Linked DNA regions of Mus musculus: regions 1, 2, 3, 4, 5 and 7 are each linked to region 6. A link is a contact called in public promoter capture Hi-C data. All regions are on one chromosome and are shown on one strand. Each heading gives the region's core, a stretch centred on a gene start, on an enhancer-like site or on the middle of the called end of the contact. The rest is flanking DNA. Distances are from core to core; before and after follow the strand shown.

Region 1 (2,700 bases), core at 171-2,670, 2.4 Mb before region 6:
TAGCATAAGTTAGACCCCCAGGGTAGGCCCACTTCTGCTGACATAATGAAACCCTAAACTGCACACCCAGGGCCACTACTTCATATCTCCATCAAGTGGAGTCCAGATACAATCCCCATCTCGCAAAATTACTTATGAAGCTACCAGAGATGACTATGTTTCTAATTTTCACTTAACAGAGAAGATGAGGGCTAGAACCTGGGTAACCTGCTCAAATCACAAAGTAATGGGTCAGGAAAACATGGCTCAGTTTCCCCTTACAGCCTAGCACCCATAGAACCCGGCCCTCCCGTTCCATTTGACAGATGGGAAGACTAAGATAACTGAGATGGATCAACATTTGAACCGGGCTCATGGAGCCTGAGGGCTCTGGGTAAGACCATGGATAATTCTGGCTCTGTCGATAGCAAGCACGCTCTGCCTCAGTTTCCCTTTCTGAAGATTCTGGAAACAAGTGGTTTAAGTATGTCTCTTAGCCATGGGACTTGTCAAAACCGACCACAGCAGTTTGGCATGGCATGGCTTGGCGTCTGCCTCAAAAACAGTTATTTTCTACAAGTAGGCTTTGCTGACGGTCCCCCTGCCCACACCATCCACACTGATCCATACCACAGAGTGGTTGCCACCGTCCGAGCTCTGCCCGACGCCAGAGTCGTCAGCCTCCGTTAATCCTGGGACGGTCGCAGCGTCGCTGCTGTCCGCGGACACAGCTTCCGAGGTGCACACACCCAGGCCGCTCTCAGAAGGCTCCTCAGGCTGGCCGGGCCGAGGGGCCGCGTCGCTACTGCTCTCCACCTCGTTCTCCTCCATTGGTTCTGGGGACCGACTGACAGCGAAGCGCGGGGTTTGAGGCTTTCACTCTGCTGGGCGATACGACCATGGTTGCAACAAGTGGTCCACCTTTCGGGCCCGGCCAAGCAGAACCCACCCAGATGCACCGGTGTGCCCATTCTGCAGATGCAAAGACTGAGCATCGGACTAGATGGGACGGGGTTTCCTGGAAAGGGAACCTTCCAGAAAAGAATAGGGACGCCTGGCCTCTCAGGCTAGGACCCTTTGGGAAGAAGGGTGGTCCCGGTGGGTGATCACGGCTCCTTGCTCCTCCCAGAGGCATGAATCGACCCTGGGCGGACACAGCGGCCCGGCGCTCCGGCCCCCGTGTCCCCTCGGATGAGGAGCCGGTGGTACAGCCCGCAGGCCCCCGGGGTCAGTGGTTCACTCCCCCTCCCCGGACTCCCCTGCGGAGGGGGCTGACAGCGACGGTCGCGGGGCCTGGTGTCTCGGGGCTGTCCCCGGCGCTGCCTGAGCTCCAGGCCCGGCGCCATCTTGTGGCGGCGCTGGGTTTCCGCTCAGGCAAATGCGAGAGCGGCTAAAGGGCCTGGGACCCCGGGGCCCTGTTCGGACAGCCCCGCCGGCCCGGGAGTCCGCCACCCGGCAGCCTCGCGGCAGGGCCCCGGTGCACGGCAGTGTGCGGAGGGGCAGCCCGCCTCCGGCTGCCGCTAACCTGAGCCTCTGGCTGCTGTGTCGCTCTCCGACTCCGGCATCGACGAGGTCGCCATCCTCTCACCCCCGTCGCGGAGGAACCCATCGGCCGCCCTCGAACCGGAACTACTTCCGCCGCCGTCCCCCCGGGAGAGAGAGATCTGCGGGGTTTCAGAAGGCCTCTCGGAGGACTCAGAGCCGTCGTCGGGTCCAGGAGGACTCTAGAAGTCACATGCTGCCCGGTGTTAGGGCTGAGGTCAGCTGGGTACGGGGACTACTTTTTCGTGTGGCGGAGGGCTACACGGGAAGTGGCATGACGTCACGCAGGTCCCAGCCCGGACTCGCCGGACAAGGCGCGGCGGAGGCGCCCGGCTCTCGTGGGTGTGGCCCCCAGCGTCTAGCCACACCTCCAGGGGTCGCTTAGAGAACCGTCGCGACCTGGGATGGTTTAGAGGTGTCCAGAGGGGAGGGAACGTCAGTCATTTTCCTGGTTTTTCACCTGTAGCTTAAAGCTCCACTCGAGCCAGATCGGGTTCTCCCGGGTTGGGCTTGCTGTGCCGTAGTACAGATGGCAAAACCGAGGTTTGAGGACAGGAAAGGCTGGTCAGGAATCACAACTAAGGCGACTTGGGGGATCGGGTAATGGCAGAGGTCAGGGATGTTTGAAGAAGAGTTAATGCTTAGGCCACGGTGCACTTCGCAGCTGTATTTCTTACTAGGACTGGAGGGCCAGACACCCAGCTGTCCTCTGATCAGTGTAGGTGTGTTTAGAAGTTGGGGAATTAGCTCAGTGGCAAACACGAGGCCCTGCGTCCTATTCCTAGCATACACACGCGCTCATAGACGCGCATGCACGCACGCAGGCAGTGTTAGGTATTTTTAGAAGTCTACAGTCCTTGGGCCCAGTGTGGTGGTGGCTCATGCTTTTAATCTAGCACTCCGGAGAGGCAGGCTAACCTCACTTGACTTACATAGACCAGCTGGAGCTATGTAGTAAGTTTTTCCCAGAAACCACATGGTAAAAGGAGAGAACCGTCTCTTCCAGGCTGTCCACCCACCTCCACGCGCTCTTAGTGTCATGTGTGCACTTACAGACATAACAATAAATACATGCTTAAAGCCGGGCCCTGGTGCTGCACGCCTTTGAGTCCTAACACTTGGGAGGCAGAGGCAGGCGGATTTCTGTGAGTTTGAGGCCAGTCTGCTCTACATAGTTCC
Region 2 (2,700 bases), core at 73-2,572, 2.9 Mb before region 6:
AGTTTAAGAATGGTAAACAGGGAGGTTTTCTGAAATTAAACACGCTCGATTCCAAAGCCACCAGGAAGCCATCAGAGCAGAAACCAGCATGCAATGGGTTCCGTACCTAACTGCAATTGTGCTAGAGAGTGCATACACTCTCATCTCGAGCCTCCTGAACATAATCAACTATTCCCTAAATAAGCCCAGAGAAAAGGTGGCTTTCAAAAGAACATTAATGATTAAACTCCAGAGTCTCACTCCCCCTAAAACTTAGACTAACGGTACAAATGGCCCGTGCTCATGGGTCAGACCACCCTCTCCCAGGAACTGTCATGCCCTGTAAATTCCCTTGCCTCCTAAACGCCTGCTAGGACTGAGCTGATCCGGCCCTAGATCCTTGTTGACTCTGATCCTGAAAAGGAAAGGTTTCTTTAGGTTCCCTGGGATCTTTTCTCCTCTAGATCCTTCTCCGCACTCAGGTGGGTGCCTCAATTTCCCCGTGTGCGGTTTCAACCAAAACACTTCCCACAAAACAGTTGAAGCTCAATCTCTAGCCTGGAGCTGATCGGAAAGTTATCCTTTAAGTCCGCTCTGGAAAAATAAGGAACCCTACTTTTTGGACAGCCTAAAGCAGGAAGGGTCACCTCATGATATGTTCTGTAGATAGGTCAGGTGACCTTAGAAGGAGGTGATCTTGCCCCTTAAGTCAGTCGTACCAAGACTGTGGCCAGAACGAAGGCCAGGATTCAGTCTTCTCCATTCCCCAGGGTTTGTGAAACGGGGTCCTCCGCACAGCCCTAAAGTGTTCCAGCTCCCGAATACAAGCTGCCCACCCCGTCCCCAGACCATCTCAGATTCGAGCCTCCTGCTATGGACACCCAGAGGGCCACTCCGCGCGCAGCGCCAGCACTGGGATCACAAAGTAGGGGTGAGGGTGTGGGAGGAGAAAAGTTGACACCAACTTAGTCACGTCCCACCCGGGAGCCCAGAGGCCAGGCTGAGTCCAGAGCTCAGAGCAACAGGCTAGGGGTGCACGGCGCGTGGAAGAGTCTCCGGCAGCCTTCTCGAGACCCAAGAGCAAAGTTTCCTCACAAAGTTTTCCCTGTCTCGGCGTCCAGAGGGGGTTGGGGGGAGGGAGCACAGTTCGCGATGCACCCTACTCCCTCCGGATCCCGGGATTTGAGGGGACAAAGAAGGCACCCCCCAATTCTCCCCCCTCCAAGACATCCTTCAAATACATACCGACTCTCCGGGGACCAAGGGGAAGCCTCCGAGGAGCAGCAGCAGCAGCGGCGCAAGCAGGCAGGCAGGCGCCATGGCTTCAACAGCGCAAACCAGTGGCCCGGAGCGGGCGCGCAGCCCTTCTTATAGGCAGCAGCCCTGCCCCGCCCCCAGTGCTCGCCCGCACCGCCCGGAATTCCCCCGGGAAAGCTTAGGCCTGCGGGGTGCTGCGCTGGGCAAGCTGGAAACCACTGGGGTGGGACCCAACCCGCCCGGGGACCCGCCCACAGCGTGCCTGCCGGCTCCAAACTGACCTCAATCTGTAGCTCCAGGAGCTGCAGCCCATGATAGTTAACCGATCTACTGCGAGGCAGTCTGCCTAAAATCCGAGGATCACTGCTTAGCCCCCAATTTATAGCTGGGGAAACTGAGGCCCATAAACGGGGTAGGATTGACTAGGGGTCTGCTGTTTTTACCAGTCTTCAAAGCGGATGCGCTCCGCTTTGTCAGGGAGTATTCCCCAAGTGGCGCTTGAATTCGGATAGTTTTTGATTAGCAACTCTGAACCGACAACGACGAAATGGTTCAAGTTTTTCCAGGCCTGCTGTCGAAATTATTCCAACCCCAGGGCGCCAGCGCAGAAGCAGCTGGAAAGACAAAGGAACGAGCCTGCCTGTGCACTAAACAGTGTGATTTATCAACTGAAGTGTGAATTGTGTGTAATACTCACGTGTCACGAAATAGTCTTACTCTTTTGACTTGTCCTCTCAATTGACTCTCTTATTTCTCAAGGCGGCTTCTACACCGGATCCAAGAATGTTGCTTCTAACACCATCCTAACAAAGTAGGTAATGGTAAGATTCTTTAGTCCCACCCTCAGCACAGATACTGATGGAATCAATAATCGAAAAACTGAAGGACACACACACACACACACACGTGATAGGGAAGGGCTGTCATCCTGGCATTTGAGATACTGAGGCAAGGGGACAGTCGGAGTTTAAAATGAGCCAGCTGGTGTCAGTGTGAAACCCTGTCTTTAAAAAAGTAGGGGGAGGGGCATGCTAGAACCATCAATCAAAACTTTTGATCTTTGACATACCGATACATTGTTCTAAGGGTACATTTGTGCATACATAATGTGGTTTTGGAATTAGGGCATTTTGGCCTGTCTTAGGATATTCTGAATTCACATACTTTCCAAGGTAAATATGACCCCTCGCCCCTGTTCCTCTTTGAATTGCCTAAACTAACCCTAACTCACTATGTCCCAGCTCAGCACTACCTCCTCCATAAGAATACAGGCAGGGCATACTCTGTCCTGTTCTATTCCTTGGCTTTCCTTATTCTAGCCCTTAATTATTTTCTGAGAATTAAAGTCTCTTGTGGCAGAGAGCTTTGAGAGAAAAACAGTTTTCCAATACTGACCGTGGGTTTATCTTGCCCCAGACTTAACGGTGAGCAATTGTTCTCAATTATTTGAATATACTTCCCTAA
Region 3 (2,700 bases), core at 167-2,666, 2.9 Mb before region 6:
AGAACAAAAACAAAAGACAGTATGTTGCCCCTCTTCTCTGACCTTTAGTTTAAACATGTGTATAATGGGAGCAGAGGCCAAAAGAAAAAAAAAAAAGAGCCTGAAAACTCTGTACTAAAGAAAGAAAACACTGAGAATCTAAAATGAAAATAGTCATTTTTTAAAATGTATTATTTCCTTGGGAGTCCTTGGGAATTCCATGTGGGTCTGGAATATAGCAAGTTTCAGACCATCCAGGGCTACATAGTGAGACTGTAAGACCCCTGAAGCTGGGCCTCTGCTCAAGTCCCAGGATGAGTTGGCCAGCACCCCAGTGACCCGAGAGAAAACCACACCTGATGCAAACTGCAAGAGGTTTTATTATTAGGTAGCTGAGGATGAAGTCCCTCTGCTGTGCAGGGGCTGGGAGTTGACCCTGAGCGGTGACAGTAGGGGGCTTTTAACAGCTAGCTGGGGAATTGGGAGGAGTTGGGAGGAGAGTTCTTCTCTTCCGGGTGTCCTTGGTGAAATTTACAAGGCAGGAGTGGGGAGTGAGTTCTTTCTGAATTTTTATCTCCATGTCCTCGGCACAGGAAGGCAGGCATCTCTGGTTGTAAAGTATAGAAACAAAAAGGCTTTTTGCTGGCTATAGAGAACAAAGAGCTTCTTTCTGGCTGTATTTTAGAGATCGGGGGAAACAAGCTTGGGGAACGTCCAGGGGCTTTACCTTCCAGGGAGAAACGCTCTAAGTCGGGGTCCCACGAGACTCTGTCTTTAAAAAAAAAAAAAAAGAAAAGTTCCCTTTTGTTAAATTTAAATTGTTGCCGGGTGTGGTGGCGCATGCCTTTAATCCCAGAACTTGGGAGGCAGAGGCAGGCGGATTTCTGAGTTCGAGGCCAGCCTGGTCTACAGAGTGAGTTCCAGGACAGCCAGATCTACACAGAGAAACCCTGTCTCGAAAAAAAACAAAAAAAAATTTTTTTATATTGTTATCATTGTATTTCTATGAGTGTGATAGTCAGATGATAGCTTACAGGAGGCAGTCAGTTCTTTTCTTCCAACATGTGAGTTCAAGATATAAAATGGTCGTCAGTCTTGGCAGCAAGCATCTAGCCCTCTAACCATCTCACCATTCCTCAGTGAATGCTATTTTATTTTATTTTTTATTTTTTATTTATTTTATTTATTTTATTTTTAAAGTCTAGACCTTCCACCCCTTTCCCTCCTAGGAATGGACCTGCTGGATTTTAAAAATCTCCCTCTAGAGGGCGCGCAAGACCCACGGTTTTGTGCCTCATTTCCGTTTGCCTTCATCCTTCATCTTACGCATGTGCAGAGTTTATTTCCGGGCTGCTCGCAAGGGCCCCTTTGGATGGCGTGTAGGGTTCATCCACTGCGTCTGCGCAATGCCCCTCGGTTGCCGTCCCCGGAAGCTCTCCCTTCCCAGGAAGCCGTGGGCCGCAGCTATTCGGCCTCTCTAGGCCGGCGGGTCCTCCGCTCCATGGTCCTGTCTGTCAGCGCTGTGTCAGGAGGCCAGTGCCGAGGTCCGGTCGCGCTCCGACGCTTCGACCCTCGAGCCGGTCGCGGGTGAGTGAACCCGGGAGGAGCCCGGCGGTCGGAACGGGTGGGTCCGCCCGCCCCGCCTCTCCCACCCGGGAATGGGCTTGCTCCCGGGTCCCAGGCCCTCCTCCCTCCCTCCCGCGCCGTTACCAAGGCGACGGCCGGCCCGCCGGCTGCAGCTCCCTGTGTCTTCCCGCAGGTATCCCGGCGGCCGCGGGACGATGGCGTGGTGGCACTGACAGGCGCGGGCGGCTGCCGAGCCCCGCGGGCCGGCATGGCGGGCCAGTTCCGCAGCTACGTGTGGGACCCGTTGCTAATCCTGTCGCAGATCGTACTCATGCAGACCGTCTACTATGGCTCTCTGGGCCTGTGGCTGGCGCTGGTGGACGCGCTGGTGCGCAGCAGCCCGTCCCTGGACCAGATGTTCGACGCGGAGGTAAGCTTAGCGGAAAGGAGTGGGGTTTTGTGGTGGGGCACCGCCGAGCTCTAAATCCGGCTGGGCCAAGTTCTCATTTTGTGGACACTTTTTTTTTTTAAGAAGGGATTTCAGTGTGCGCTCCCCGCGCGACCCCGGTGCCCATCTGTAAAACGGAACGACGAGAACAGGGAAGGAGATAGAGTCTAGGAAGCAAAGTAGTGATCTACAAAGTTCACGCTCAGGAACTGCGCGTTCGAGATACAAACAAGCAAAATCTCATAGGGTTTTAAAGAACCTTACAGTGTTGTGTTGGCTGCCTATGCGCTTAGCCTCGTAGCCAGCTCCGCAGCTTGTGGCTAGAGGTTGAACACACATGGCAGATACTACAGTCAACAGACTTGTGTCCCGGGCAAACATGATGTCTCTTTCTTGAAACCCTCTAGAAAAATGACTTCCTTTCTCCCAGCTGAGCTTGTCAGGAGCCACAGTAAGAAGAGGGATAGACAAAAGGGCATCCGTAATGATGAAGTGGAAACTGTTAAGACTTGGTGTCAGATAGGTCCCTTTAAATTCCTCTCTGCCCTGTGACTTGGGCAAATGTTTCCTCTCCCGTCTGCAATATCACACTGTTGGTACGAGGTGGTGAACTGTTCAAAGAGCCTGCTGTGCTTAGGGTCCAATCTAGCTGAGAGAACTTGAAGAGTTGTTTTGCCTTTCCAATCCCTTTTATCCTCTGCAAAGTG
Region 4 (2,928 bases), core at 96-2,595, 2.5 Mb before region 6:
AAACACTGAGTTACACCCCTAACCAACTCCCCTTTTAAACTTTCCTTTTTTTTTTTTTTTTTTTTTTTCTTCCCGAGACAGGGTTTCTCTGTGTAGCCCTGGCTGTCCTGGAACTCACTCTGTAGTCCAGGCTGGCCTCGAACTCAGAAATCTGCCTGCCTCTGCCTCCCAAGTTAAACTTTCCTTTTTAAAGCAAGTATCTTGTAGCCCTGCTGACCTCTCAAACTAGTGACCCTTTATCAGTCTCCCAAGATTCGAGATGCATGATGGTGTATGCTTTTAATTTCAGCACCCAGCAGGCAGACAGACTGCTGAGTTCCTGGTCTGCCAGGGTTATATAGCAGAACTATCAAAAAACCAAAAGAACAAAAAAATCCCTAAGATGGACACACCTGGGGTCGATGGTCAGGTGTCTGTGGGCAGACTAGACAAGATCCTCCTCCAACTCTTACTAGTTTATATTGTTGACCATTTTTCCTGACCTCCCAACATTCCAGCTCCAAGTTACTGGGCAGCCAGCGCCGACAGCGTCATAGACCTGAGAGGCTGACCAGCTGGGCCATCTGCTACGCTAGTCCAGCAGCAGGTGGCAAACTTGTCCTCCTTTCAAGTTACCTTAACTGGGCAACAGCTTCCTTAGGAGGCCACAAGTGGGTGGAGCTAGGAGCCTAATTCCGGAAGGGAGCCCGACGATGGCCCCTTGCAGAAGCGTCTCCCACTAAGCTGTGTGCAGCCTTCACAACTTTACAACTGCCCAAAGCCACATCTACCCTATTTGCACTCCTCCAAAAGCTACGACTATTCAAGAGCAATTTGTGAGCAGGTTGCTAACGCGCAAAGGTTCGATTTGCACGTCTTCGTCACCTGGCCTCTAGGCAGAGAGAGTTAACATTCCAGGACCCTTAGAGGGCAGAGGCCCCGAGAGGACACCAGCTGGAAGCGGCAGAGCACTGTGCAGGCCAGGACCCAACGTGCAGGGCCTACGTCACCGCTCCGCCTATGTCGGCAACTGAGCCAGAGCCCCCAGAAGACTCTAGACCAGCTTCGTGCCCCCTAAAGTGTCCTAGATCTTCAGCCCCTGCGAATGCGTTCGGCAGGGAAACTGAGGCAGGGGTGTGCGATAGATTCCTTCCTTCCCACCTACGTTTCAAGAATAGCAACGCTGTTTTTCCCCATCCTCAGGACCACAAGGGACCACCCAGATCAACCGGAAAATGGGGAGTTGGGGGCGGGGGGTGGGGGCGAAAGCCATCAAGGTCTGGGGAGCCAGTCAACGTTGCCACACTCAAGATGGCGGCGCGGCCGTGGCGAGGTCCTTCAGAGGCGGTACCGACGCATGCGCAGCGCGGAGTCCCGGCCCGGGACACAAGATGGCGGCAGCGGCGCTGGGGAGGGCGAGGCGGAGGCGGCAAAACGGGCGGTCGAGCAGAACGTGTGGCCGCATCCCCTCGAGTCCGCTTCGGGCAGGTAAGAGCCCCAGGAAGCCACGGTCCCGCTGCGTGCCGCGCCTGGGTCCGGGAGTCCGAAGCAGGACGGCGGAGGCCCCTCCGGCGCTTCCCGCTCGGGGCTGCCGCTCGCCCGGTCTCTTTCGTCGCCGCCATCTTAGAGCCGCGGGTGGGCAGCAGGACTGCCGGCTGGGGTGAGTGCAGTGGGCCCGGAGAGCCCGGGCGGAGCGGCCTCTAGGGTCCCTTCGCTGCTGCCGCTGCCGCCGTCGCCACCGCCTTTGTGTCGGGCTCCGACTCAGAGTCGCCTCAGCCCGGGGGCGGGAGCGCGCGGCAGGGCGGGGGGCGGAGCCCGGGCGAAGGGCCGGCGCGCGCGCGCCAGACTTCCCGCCCCCGCTGGGCTTGCGGGAGGGGCAGGCGGGAGCGCGCTGGGAGCGGGGTGGGGGAGGGTTCCCGTCTGTGCGCCTGCGTGGCTCCGCCCACCAGAGCCGGGGCGTTATGATTGGTACTCTGGTATGTGATCCCGCCCATGTTCCTCCAATCCCGGAATCGGATGCATTTTCTAGTCCGAGTTCCGCTGCTTGCGCAGATACAGTTGTTTGTCTCTAGACTACGCTGCGCTTCTCCGACTTTGGTATGCGTGGGGGTCCGGAAGGCACAGGCTAAGTGAAAACAGTCACTTAATGGGAGCAGCAGCGAGAGTCCACAGAACGCTAGACTACGGTGCAGGGGTCAGATGGTTCTGACGTAGGTGTCAGGACGGCAGCACGGCCTTGAACTTGGGTCTGGCCAACTTCAGAGCTGGCGTTTTGGCCAGAGACCTGCTGCACCTATCTACGCGAGTTTATCTTATTTTTAAAAGACAGGGTCTCTGTGTAGCCCTGGCTATCCTGTAACTCACTATGTGGAACAGGCTGCCCTCGAATTCACAGAAACCCTGTGTCTTTAGTGCTGGGATTAAAGTCGTCTGTCACTACACCTGGCTCTAATGTGTGTGTATGTGGTACTGGGGATATAACCCTAGGTTTCACATATGCCGGGCAGTCAGTGTACTAAGTAGCTTTATTACCAGCACTTAACAAGTTCCAAGTTAACATTTTCAAGCTGTGTAAAGTGCAAAAGTGTGTCATCTTGTCTCCCAGTCCCATCTGGGGTGCGTTTAAAAATAAAATCTTGTCGAGGGTGAAGGCACAGATCTGAAATTCTAGCACTTAAGAGATGGATGGATGACCAAGGCAGGATAGGATGACTAAGGGCGATAATCTTTAACACTCCGATTCCGGCAGGATCATTAGGAGTTTTACGCCAGTTTCAGCTGTGTGAGACCCTGCCCTAAAGTTACAAATTCTTTGGTAGTTCTACCCCTCCTGCTTCTAACTGCAAATAGGTGTCGTTGGGGTTCAGCTGGTTTGGGATTGCTGTAGTGTCCTGTTTAGGTGGCACGAGGCCGGGCTGCTTCTGCCTTCTCTAACAACTGCATCTACCA
Region 5 (2,700 bases), core at 66-2,565, 2.6 Mb before region 6:
TACTGTAACTTCATCCTCTGAGACTGACATGTGACAGTGTATGAAATACTTACAAGACGCCATGAGTGCTAAAATCTGAGACCCTTCTGTTCAGTAAAGGCCAGGAAGGTCTTTCCGTTCATATCCTCCATCCCTCTCCCACGCCCTAAAAGGGGATAGGAGATACTTAATTTTGATACTGTCTGAGATAATTTTGAGGCAGGGTCTCTATTTAGTTCTGGACCTCAACAGTAAACCAGGCTGTTCTTGAACTCACAATGATCCTCCTACCTTTGCCTCCCGAGAGCCAGGGCTAGGATTAATGGCATGAGCCACAGGAGCACCACACCTGGCCTTTGAGATAACTTGTTTTATTGTCTAACTAGCCAAATCTGCCTGCTAGGTCTGACATGTAAGCCTTGGGACAGGGATCAGCAATCATTTTCCTGACTACTGCTACCCTGCAGTAAAAGATAAACTGCAGTTCTCCAAGAGAGTTATAGAGATTACCCAAGCAACCCCGCACGCGTGGGAAAATAAATCAGTTCAAGAGCTCCCACGCTAGAGATCTCTGACAAACTGGGCAACCTTGAACAAGTAACAGCCTCTCTGGATGTTTTCCTCTTTGACTACTTCCCCCAGGTTAAGTTCAAACGAAACTGGGAAGGGCTAGGTTTCTCACACAGGCACCGGACTGGGGTTTTTACAAGAGCTGAAAATTTAGTATGAGTGAAAATTTAGTATGAGTATTAGTATTCTTGTTTCATATGAGAAAACCTAGGCTGGACGAAACCGGATTTCAAGCTTCACTCAAGGGAGAGCCGAGCTCCCAAATGCCGCGAAATTACACTGTAAAGTTACATGGCACTGTATGGAGATTAGGGGTAAAGCTTGGGGCGGCCTCAGGAGACCAGGAGGGGTGGGCGAGTCCAAGAGGGGGCGCGGCCACCACGATCCGGCTGGGTTTCGGGGGAAGCCTTGGCCCGCCCGGCTGCCCTCCGCGTCCCTCCCGCAGGCAGCGGCTTGGGATTCTAACAGCTCCGGGAGAGGGAGCTGGCGGGGCGGAGGCGGAGCGGCGGCAGGAAGCAGCGAGGCGGCGCCGTGAGCTGCCTGGGCGGAGAGCCTCTTAAATCCGCCAGGCTGCTGCACCAAATCCCGGGAGCCCGCCCCGAACGCACTTGGGACGCGGTGGGTGGAGGCGCGTCCCGGCCTGCGGGAGGAACAGGGCAGAGGCCGGCCTCCCGCACGTCCCCAGCGGCCGCGGCCCGTGGGCGTGGCCTCTTGTGCCACGCCCCTGACACGCCCCCGGGTCCCTCTCCGGGCGGGGGTCCCCTCCCTCTTCAGCCCTGGACCCAGCGTGGCGCGCTCCCCCCTGGGTGCCATGGCCTCGCGGCTCCTACACCGGCTGCGACACGCCCTGGCCAGCGATGGCCCCGGGGAGGCGGCGGCGGGCCCAGAGGCCGAGCAGTTCCCTGAGAGCTCAGAGCTGGAGGACGATGACGCCGAGGGCCTGTCCTCCCGCCTCAGTGGCACCCTCAGCTTCACTAGTGCGGAGGATGACCCTGACGACGAAGACGAGGACGACGAGGCGGGCCTCGACTCGCCGCCCTCAGGAGACGGGGCATCGGGAGAAGACGCAGGCGAGTGCGGGAGGACAGACAGGAACCCCGGGGCTCGGTTAGGCCTCCCCGCTGGACGCGGTCCGAGGGCATCCTGAGTTTTCTCTCTGAAACTATTGACACTATAAGCTCTTCCAGACACGGTTTGGCTGTGTGACCTTGACTCACAACACTATGGGAATCACACCATCTCGGGTTTTTTGTAGATATTAAATGCACAGGACCAGGGAAACAAACGTGTGTGCTAGCTGCTTCGGGTGGAGGTTTAGCATCCACTGTAAGCCAGGCGCTGGGGTGAAGCACATCTCGCTTCTGTGAATGAGGTCATGGCATTTTGTTTACGTTAACTCTGGAGCTAGCCACCCCCATAATGACGGGTCATGTGCTTGTGCAGAACGAAGTCCCCCACCTGATGGACAACGGAGCAGTCAACTCCTGGCCCGCCAGCTGCAGGATTTCTGGAAAAAGTCTCGGAACACCCTAGTTCCACAGAGGCTGCTCTTTGAGGTGACCAGCGCCAATGTTGTCAAAGACCCTCCCTCCAAGTACGTGGTGAGTGAGGTTCCAGGAACCCTTGAGCAGCGAGTCTAGATGTCTAGCTGAGAGAAAGGAAATAGCACAGATTTTGGGGCGGGGGTCGTGGCCATGCAGTTATAAAAGGATGTCCTTATTTTACACCTGGGGGAACTGAGACCAGATGAGAAGATGGGTGTCAACTGAACACGTCCTCAGGCAAATGACTTAGTTTCTCTAAAACTGAGAATGTGGCCTTAGGAGTTGCCTCCTGTCCTAGTCTTGAGGTTACGAGAACTGATGTGTGTTTCTTTCTGTACCCTGTGGGTTTCTGTCAACCGCAGCAGGACACAGTATTGAGACCCAGTGGCATGGGTCAGGATTAAGGAAATGGGCTTTGGATCCAGACCAGTCTTGATTCACATCCCCTGTGTTTACCAGTGGCTTCCCCTTGGGTGGGTTCTGTGGCCTCAGTGGCCCCCAGTTTCCTCTTTTGAGCAATAGGCAATACATGGGATTATAATAGGAGGTAAATGAGGCCAGGCGCAGGGAAACCTTAGCATTGTCTGGCACTGTGATAGATTAAAAC
Region 6 (2,700 bases), core at 178-2,677:
TCTACTTAGCAAGCCTAACAAGCCACAATAATTATACATCCCTGGTGGAATGCCACTCACCAAATCAGTGAGGACAGTCTCAAGTTAGCTTTTCCATCTTCCCAGGTCAGGCTGACAGCATGAAACACCAACTTTAAACATCAAGTGAAACAAGCTTTAAAAAAAAAAATAATCAGGGGAGAGACTCTCTCCCTCTCTCCCTCTTTCTCTGGAAATTTCTCTGCCAGTTCAGAGTTGCCAGGTCAACAGGGAACACCAGCATTTACTACTCCGATCTCAAAGGCACTTCCCCTAAGCGGCACCCATCCCAACCATCCAGAATTCTCGCCCTCGGCCCCACCCCCAACAGCATCTTCTCATTTTTCACCAAGGGCTGAAGTTTTCACTAGCACTCCAAGACCACACTAAGGGAGGCAAGTCGCATTCCTTAAAACTCTTTCCTTCTGTCCCCCAAACTACCTGTAACAGCGAATATTTATTTATTATGTATGTATTTATTTCGAAGACGTTGGGCGTCCGCTATAGGGAGAAAAGCTTAAAGGGCATTTATGGCCCTCTGTCCTTTAAAGGCTGGGATTCGTGTCCCCATTTTACAGAGAAGAGAAGCTGAGGGCCCAAGGTCATACAGGACATCTGACCTCAGTGTCCTCTGCCTTTAACCCTCTCGCTGCCTTTGCCTTCTCATCAGCGTCCAGTCTGTTCCGGGAAGGGCTCGTTTTCTCTCCAGGCGGTCTCCCCCTCTAAAGGGCGGACCTTGGAGAACTGCTACCCATTCCGTTTCTTCTCTGGGCGACCCCCCCCTCCCTTCCACCTGGCACCGCTTCTTCAAGGCCCCTGTCACAGCACCTCCTCCATGGCCAATTCAAACTTCCCATCGGTCCCCAGAGCAGGTCGGGTCCGCTATGAGCGGCGGGCGAGCGGCGGGCTCCAGGGAGGAGGGGGGGGAGGGGAAAGGGGCGCGCAGCCCGCAGCCCCGCCGGGTCTGGGCAGCCAACGCGCGGCCGCGGAGGGCGCGGGCGGCTGCGTCAGGGAGGAGGCCGCGTGTGCGGGCGGGCTGCGGGGTGGCGCGGCAGGAAACGGCGAGTCACGGAGCGCGGGGTCGGCCGGGGCGGCGGCGCGGGCCGCAGCGGGAAGAGGCGTGGGGTGGCCGCAGGGTCGCCTTCCTACCTATGCCGGGCGCCACATAGACGAAGTAGAGCAGCGAGGACGACAGCGAGAAGAAGAAGAGCGCGGCGAGCAGCGAGCGGCGCGGCAGCCGCAGCAGCCCCCGGCGGGCGCGCATGCTGAGCCGGCGGCCGCTCGAGGGCCAACCCGGGCCCCGCTCCCGCCGCTCCGGTCCGCCGCCTGGGCCTCGGCCGCCGCCTTCCGGGCTTCGCGCGCCGCCGCCTCGCCGCTTTCAGCCGCCGGCCGCCGCGGGCCGGGCCACATGAGGCGGGAGGGGGCCGACGACCAGAGGAGCTCAGCGGCGGGGGCGAGGCGGGCGGGGCGGGGCCTGTTAGGAGGGCGGGGTGAGGGGCGGGGTCTGATGCTGAGGGCGGGGCGAGGGCAAGGGCCGCAGTCTGAGGAGCAGATGGAGGTACCAGACCTGAGGCAGGCCTGATGGGGACCGAGTAAGGGCGGGGCCTAAACTGGGGGCCGGACGAGGGCGGGGCCTGATGTTAAGGGTGCCTCCGCGAGCCTGAGAACACCGGCGGGGACCGGGCTTGAAGTCTGATGGGGAGGGGGATAAGGGCGGGGCCGGGAGCATAACAAGCATTTTGCGGGAGCCTGAGCCTGAGGCCTGACGGGGAGGAGAGAAGGGCGTGGCCTGAGGCAAGGGGGCGGGAATGGGCAGGGCCTACAGTCCGGGGAGCGCATCTGTGGGGCGGGGCCTGGATGTGGGGGCGGGGCGGGGCGGGGCGGGGTTCACGCGCGAGCACTCTAGCCGCAAGATCCTCGAGCGGCCGCCGCCCATGCTGGCAGGAAGCGGCTCGCTAGTACGACTTGGTTCCCGTGCGAGCTCCCCACGCGGGGATCGAGGGGTGGTGGACAATGTGTGAATAGCCAGGTAGCCCGCCGCTGCAGCAGAGCAAGGATGCAGAGGCCGGGGCATTCGTGTTCGCCCTCACTCATCCATTCATTCCAGACACCATTTATGATAAAGTGGCAGTTACGGGTCCTGGGGCCGGGGATGCTCCACGGAGCAAAGATTCCTCTGGGAACCTGTATTAATGCGAATAAGAAAAAAATCAATATAACAGATGATGATGATAAGAGATATGAAAACAATTAGACATGAAGATGTTTCGGATGCATTCTACTCTAGTCTGAGATTGAGGGGGAAGCCTCTCCTTCCTGGGTGGCATGAACACAAAAGAATGTGAAAGTGCCAGGTGGAGAAAGAGTGGTCCCACTAAGGGGAACTACAAATGCAAAAGCCGGAAGGAAGGAAGAAGGGGCTTGATCCGCCTTCAATGAATCCAAGGATAAAATCCCAGGAAAGAAGAAGAGATCCAAACAAGGTCACATCCTACAGGACAGAACAGTGGTGACAACTGTCAATGTTAAGACACCGAGAAACAGGGCTTCTTAGCCAGTAACAGCCTCTCTCTAAGTCCTGAGATCGTGGCTCCCCTACCCCCACTTTGGCCCCATTGCACCGATGAGAAAACTGAAGCTTCTGGAAAGAGAAGCAAGTCGTCTAAGTTGTGAAGTAAGGGC
Region 7 (2,949 bases), core at 345-2,844, 2.4 Mb before region 6:
GTGTCCCTGCACACACACATATGCACACACACACACAAACACACACACAAACACACACACACAAACACACACACACACACACACACACACGCACACACACACACTAAAACAAATTAACAAACAAAAACAAGGACTAGGAACAGCTCAGTTGTAGAGTACTTGCCTAGCATGTGTGAGACCCTAGAGGCTTGGGCATACACACACACACACACTCATACACAGACACAGACTCACATATGGACACACACACAGTCTCACACATATGGGATAGCAATATATAGGAGAGTTTTGTAGAGAGCGTATCACAACGTCCAACACAATAAATCAAAAAAGTGAATGATCACTGCGGCCTGGAGGTGAAATGCCTTGCCCAAGGTGGTTGGGAAATGACGAGGTTGGGAAATGGTAGACCCAGAACTGCAATTCAGTGCTGGAGCTCACCAGTGAGAAGCATCTAAGAGAAGCTTGGGAGAACACCCAGCTCTCTCTCTCCGGCTCACAGGTCTGTTCGTTGGGAAGCACATGAAGGTCTGGGCACACAGGAGGCTTAGTCAGAACAGCTTGCTGAAGACAGATCAAGGCCCTGCTCCACCATGGTGGCAGGCGAGGAGGATGGAAGGCCGGGGGCTGCCGGCTGTTGGCAAGACTGTGCCAAAGCTTTCCTGAGTGGAGCAGGGCAGGGCTGGAGGAGGGGAAGGGTCCATGACGATCTCACAGCTCGGGAGAGGAAGGTGTTTGCCCCATCCAGGTCACCCCAAGGCTTAGAGCCAAGACCCCAGTCTCCTAATTTCCAATCACAAACCTGACACCATCAACTGAGGTCTCGTGAACACTGCTGAAAGTGGTTTTTCTGTGTTTCGAGAGTCTCATTTTATCCTCAGATCAATATAGGGACAAAGGCTTGAGCGACAAAGGGTCTGTTTTTGTTCTTTAAACAGAAGAGGAAGGATAGTGCTAGCCTGAGAAGGATGAAGCTTCTGCTTGCTCCCACATGTGTGTGTCCCCCCGCCCCCCAGGCTCATCTTTCCTTCCCCAAGGAGTCAGCCTGCTGGAGCTAGGGGTTTGCCCCATGGAATTCCCCAAATCCTGCCTCAAAGAGCCTGCTCCCAGAGGCCAGGAGAGGAAGCTGAGTCAAAGACTCTATCAGGGGGCGGGGATGAGAGGATAGAACCTACAGTGTGGGGATGGGCTCCAGGCTGCACTCTGGCCAGGGAGGGGGTGTCTCAGAAGCCCAAGGAAGAGGGGTCTCGGGCCTCAGGTCTCCCAGTCTTTTACTGGGCTGATCAGTCAGGGCCGTCAGACCTAGGGCTAGGTGAATGCCCCATCCTGCACACCCTCCTTCCCTTTCCCACAAAGTCTGCAGTTTGCAGAAACTAAACCCTGAGTTCTGTGGTTTCCTGTGGGTCTGGGGGTCCTGCCTGACTTGGCAATGGGGGACTGTGGGCAGGGCATAAGGGAGGGGGTAGTGTAAACACACACACACACACACACACACACACACACACACACACACACACACACACGCTGAGTCAGCATAAGCCTGGAGGGGAGGGGCGGGGTCACTGATTCCGTTTTACTGCCTCTTTAAAATCTCTGCAAAGGCAGCGTTAGCCAGAAGCTGCGGTCCTCACCATGAGTCCCTGGCAGCCCCTGCTCCTGGCTCTCCTGGCTTTCGGCTGCAGCTCTGCTGCCCCTTACCAGCGCCAGCCGACTTTTGTGGTCTTCCCCAAAGACCTGAAAACCTCCAACCTCACGGACACCCAGCTGGCAGAGGTAGACAGATGGCTCGGTGGATAGCTGAGAAGGGCTGGTCAGGAAGATGTCCCCCTCTCCCAAGGAATGGGGCCTCAGATATGCTTTCTGGATTTGGGGGTGATGGGCATGTCTGCCAGGGTTAGGCAGTAGGGGGTAGGTGGTCTGGAGGCTCTGGGCAGATTCGGGTCTGTTGGAGGGACAGATTGGGTTCGGCTTCGAAGGGTTGTGACATGGCGCAGGTTGGCAGTGAACAGTTAAACTCTAGTGGGGCTGAGGGGTAGGCATGGTTTATATCATCTGAGGTCGAGGTGTGATGCTGTCCTCAGGATAGGGGAATTCTAGCTGTGTAGGAAGAACTGGTGTCCTGGCCGTAGAGTCCCTAAGCATGTGGCCCAGAGGTCCAGAGCCAAGGTGCCAGAACTCTGTGATGTCTCTGCCCCTTCCTCCATCCACAGGCATACTTGTACCGCTATGGTTACACCCGGGCCGCCCAGATGATGGGAGAGAAGCAGTCTCTACGGCCGGCTTTGCTGATGCTTCAGAAGCAGCTCTCCCTGCCCCAGACTGGTGAGCTGGACAGCCAGACACTAAAGGCCATTCGAACACCACGCTGTGGTGTCCCAGACGTGGGTCGATTCCAAACCTTCAAAGGCCTCAAGTGGGACCATCATAACATCACATACTGGTGAGATGTCGGGCTAGAAGCAGGTGCCTGGGTGGGACTGGAGGCCAGTTTGCACCTCCGGTTAGCTGAACACAAGGGATCCTTAGCAATACAAGTTCCGAGAGAGGCTGCAGCCCTGTGTGTTTTGAAGCGATCGTGGTGTAGCTGCTGCCCCGCCCACCCCCATTTGTAATCCGTGCATGCCCGATCCCCCATCGACGCTGGCTTTTCACCTCCAGGATCCAAAACTACTCTGAAGACTTGCCGCGAGACATGATCGATGACGCCTTCGCGCGCGCCTTCGCGGTGTGGGGCGAGGTGGCACCCCTCACCTTCACCCGCGTGTACGGACCCGAAGCGGACATTGTCATCCAGTTTGGTGTCGCGGGTGAGAATTCCCGGGCTGGGCAGGCTATGGGAGGGACGACCACGGACAGAGTAGAAGGGACAGCAGATCTGTCCGCTCTTATGCCTGCCCCACAATCCCTAGTCGCTGCTTCCACAAATGACCTCCCCCAACCCCCAGCGGC

What was found. Promoter capture Hi-C pulls out the DNA fragments that hold promoters and counts their contacts.
Region 1: a promoter capture Hi-C map of liver shows a contact between it and region 6, with 2.8 times the contacts expected there. The contact joins the promoter of Zfp335os here to the promoter of B4galt5 in region 6. A contact is called at or near these places in 2 of 39 promoter capture datasets (liver and pre-B cells) and 1 of 9 other capture datasets (liver).
Region 2: a contact with region 6 is called in a promoter capture Hi-C map of liver, with 3 times the contacts expected there. The contact joins the promoter of Sdc4 here to the promoter of B4galt5 in region 6. A contact is called at or near these places in 4 of 39 promoter capture datasets (the 3T3-L1 cell line, the C10 cell line and liver).
Region 3: a contact with region 6 is called in a promoter capture Hi-C map of pre-B cells. The contact joins the promoter of Sys1 here to the promoter of B4galt5 in region 6. A contact is called at or near these places in 2 of 39 promoter capture datasets (liver and pre-B cells).
Region 4: a contact with region 6 is called in a promoter capture Hi-C map of liver, with 2.6 times the contacts expected there. The contact joins the promoter of Pcif1 here to the promoter of B4galt5 in region 6. A contact is called at or near these places in 2 of 39 promoter capture datasets (liver and pre-B cells).
Region 5: a contact with region 6 is called in a promoter capture Hi-C map of neutrophils, with 5 times the contacts expected there. The contact joins the promoter of Snx21 here to the promoter of B4galt5 in region 6. A contact is called at or near these places in 3 of 39 promoter capture datasets (liver, neutrophils and pre-B cells).
Region 7: a contact with region 6 is called in a promoter capture Hi-C map of embryonic stem cells, with 2.7 times the contacts expected there. The contact joins the promoter of Mmp9 here to the promoter of B4galt5 in region 6. A contact is called at or near these places in 2 of 39 promoter capture datasets (cranial neural crest and embryonic stem cells).

The regions. Positions count from the first base shown.
Region 1 is chr2:164,910,013-164,912,712 of GRCm38.p6, forward strand. It overlaps Zfp335os (zinc finger protein 335, opposite strand), which reads left to right and starts at 1,421. Exons shown (of 2, transcript NR_166490.1): 1 at 1,421-1,738. Zfp335 (zinc finger protein 335) reads right to left here and starts at 1,738. Exons shown (of 28, transcript NM_199027.2): 1 at 1,505-1,738; 2 at 610-860. The coding sequence starts at 810.
Region 2 is chr2:164,441,866-164,444,565 of GRCm38.p6, forward strand. It overlaps Sdc4 (syndecan 4), which reads right to left and starts at 1,323. Exons shown (of 5, transcript NM_011521.2): 1 at 1,225-1,323. The coding sequence starts at 1,299.
Region 3 is chr2:164,459,555-164,462,254 of GRCm38.p6, forward strand. It overlaps Sys1 (SYS1 Golgi-localized integral membrane protein homolog (S. cerevisiae)), which reads left to right and starts at 1,417. Exons shown (of 4, transcript NM_025575.3): 1 at 1,417-1,566; 2 at 1,739-1,975. The coding sequence starts at 1,814.
Region 4 is chr2:164,878,023-164,880,950 of GRCm38.p6, forward strand. Pcif1 (PDX1 C-terminal inhibiting factor 1) reads left to right here and starts at 1,346. Exons shown (of 17, transcript NM_146129.3): 1 at 1,346-1,467. It overlaps 4930445K14Rik (a long non-coding RNA gene), which reads right to left. Exons shown (of 2, transcript XR_003953757.1): 2 at 1-2,019.
Region 5 is chr2:164,784,706-164,787,405 of GRCm38.p6, forward strand. It overlaps Snx21 (sorting nexin family member 21), which reads left to right and starts at 1,316. Exons shown (of 3, transcript NM_133924.3): 1 at 1,316-1,619; 2 at 1,993-2,150. The coding sequence starts at 1,361.
Region 6 is chr2:167,347,751-167,350,450 of GRCm38.p6, forward strand. It overlaps B4galt5 (UDP-Gal:betaGlcNAc beta 1,4-galactosyltransferase, polypeptide 5), which reads right to left and starts at 1,428. Exons shown (of 9, transcript NM_019835.2): 1 at 1,168-1,428. The coding sequence starts at 1,282.
Region 7 is chr2:164,946,625-164,949,573 of GRCm38.p6, forward strand. Mmp9 (matrix metallopeptidase 9) reads left to right here and starts at 1,595. Exons shown (of 13, transcript NM_013599.4): 1 at 1,595-1,773; 2 at 2,211-2,440; 3 at 2,659-2,807. The coding sequence starts at 1,633.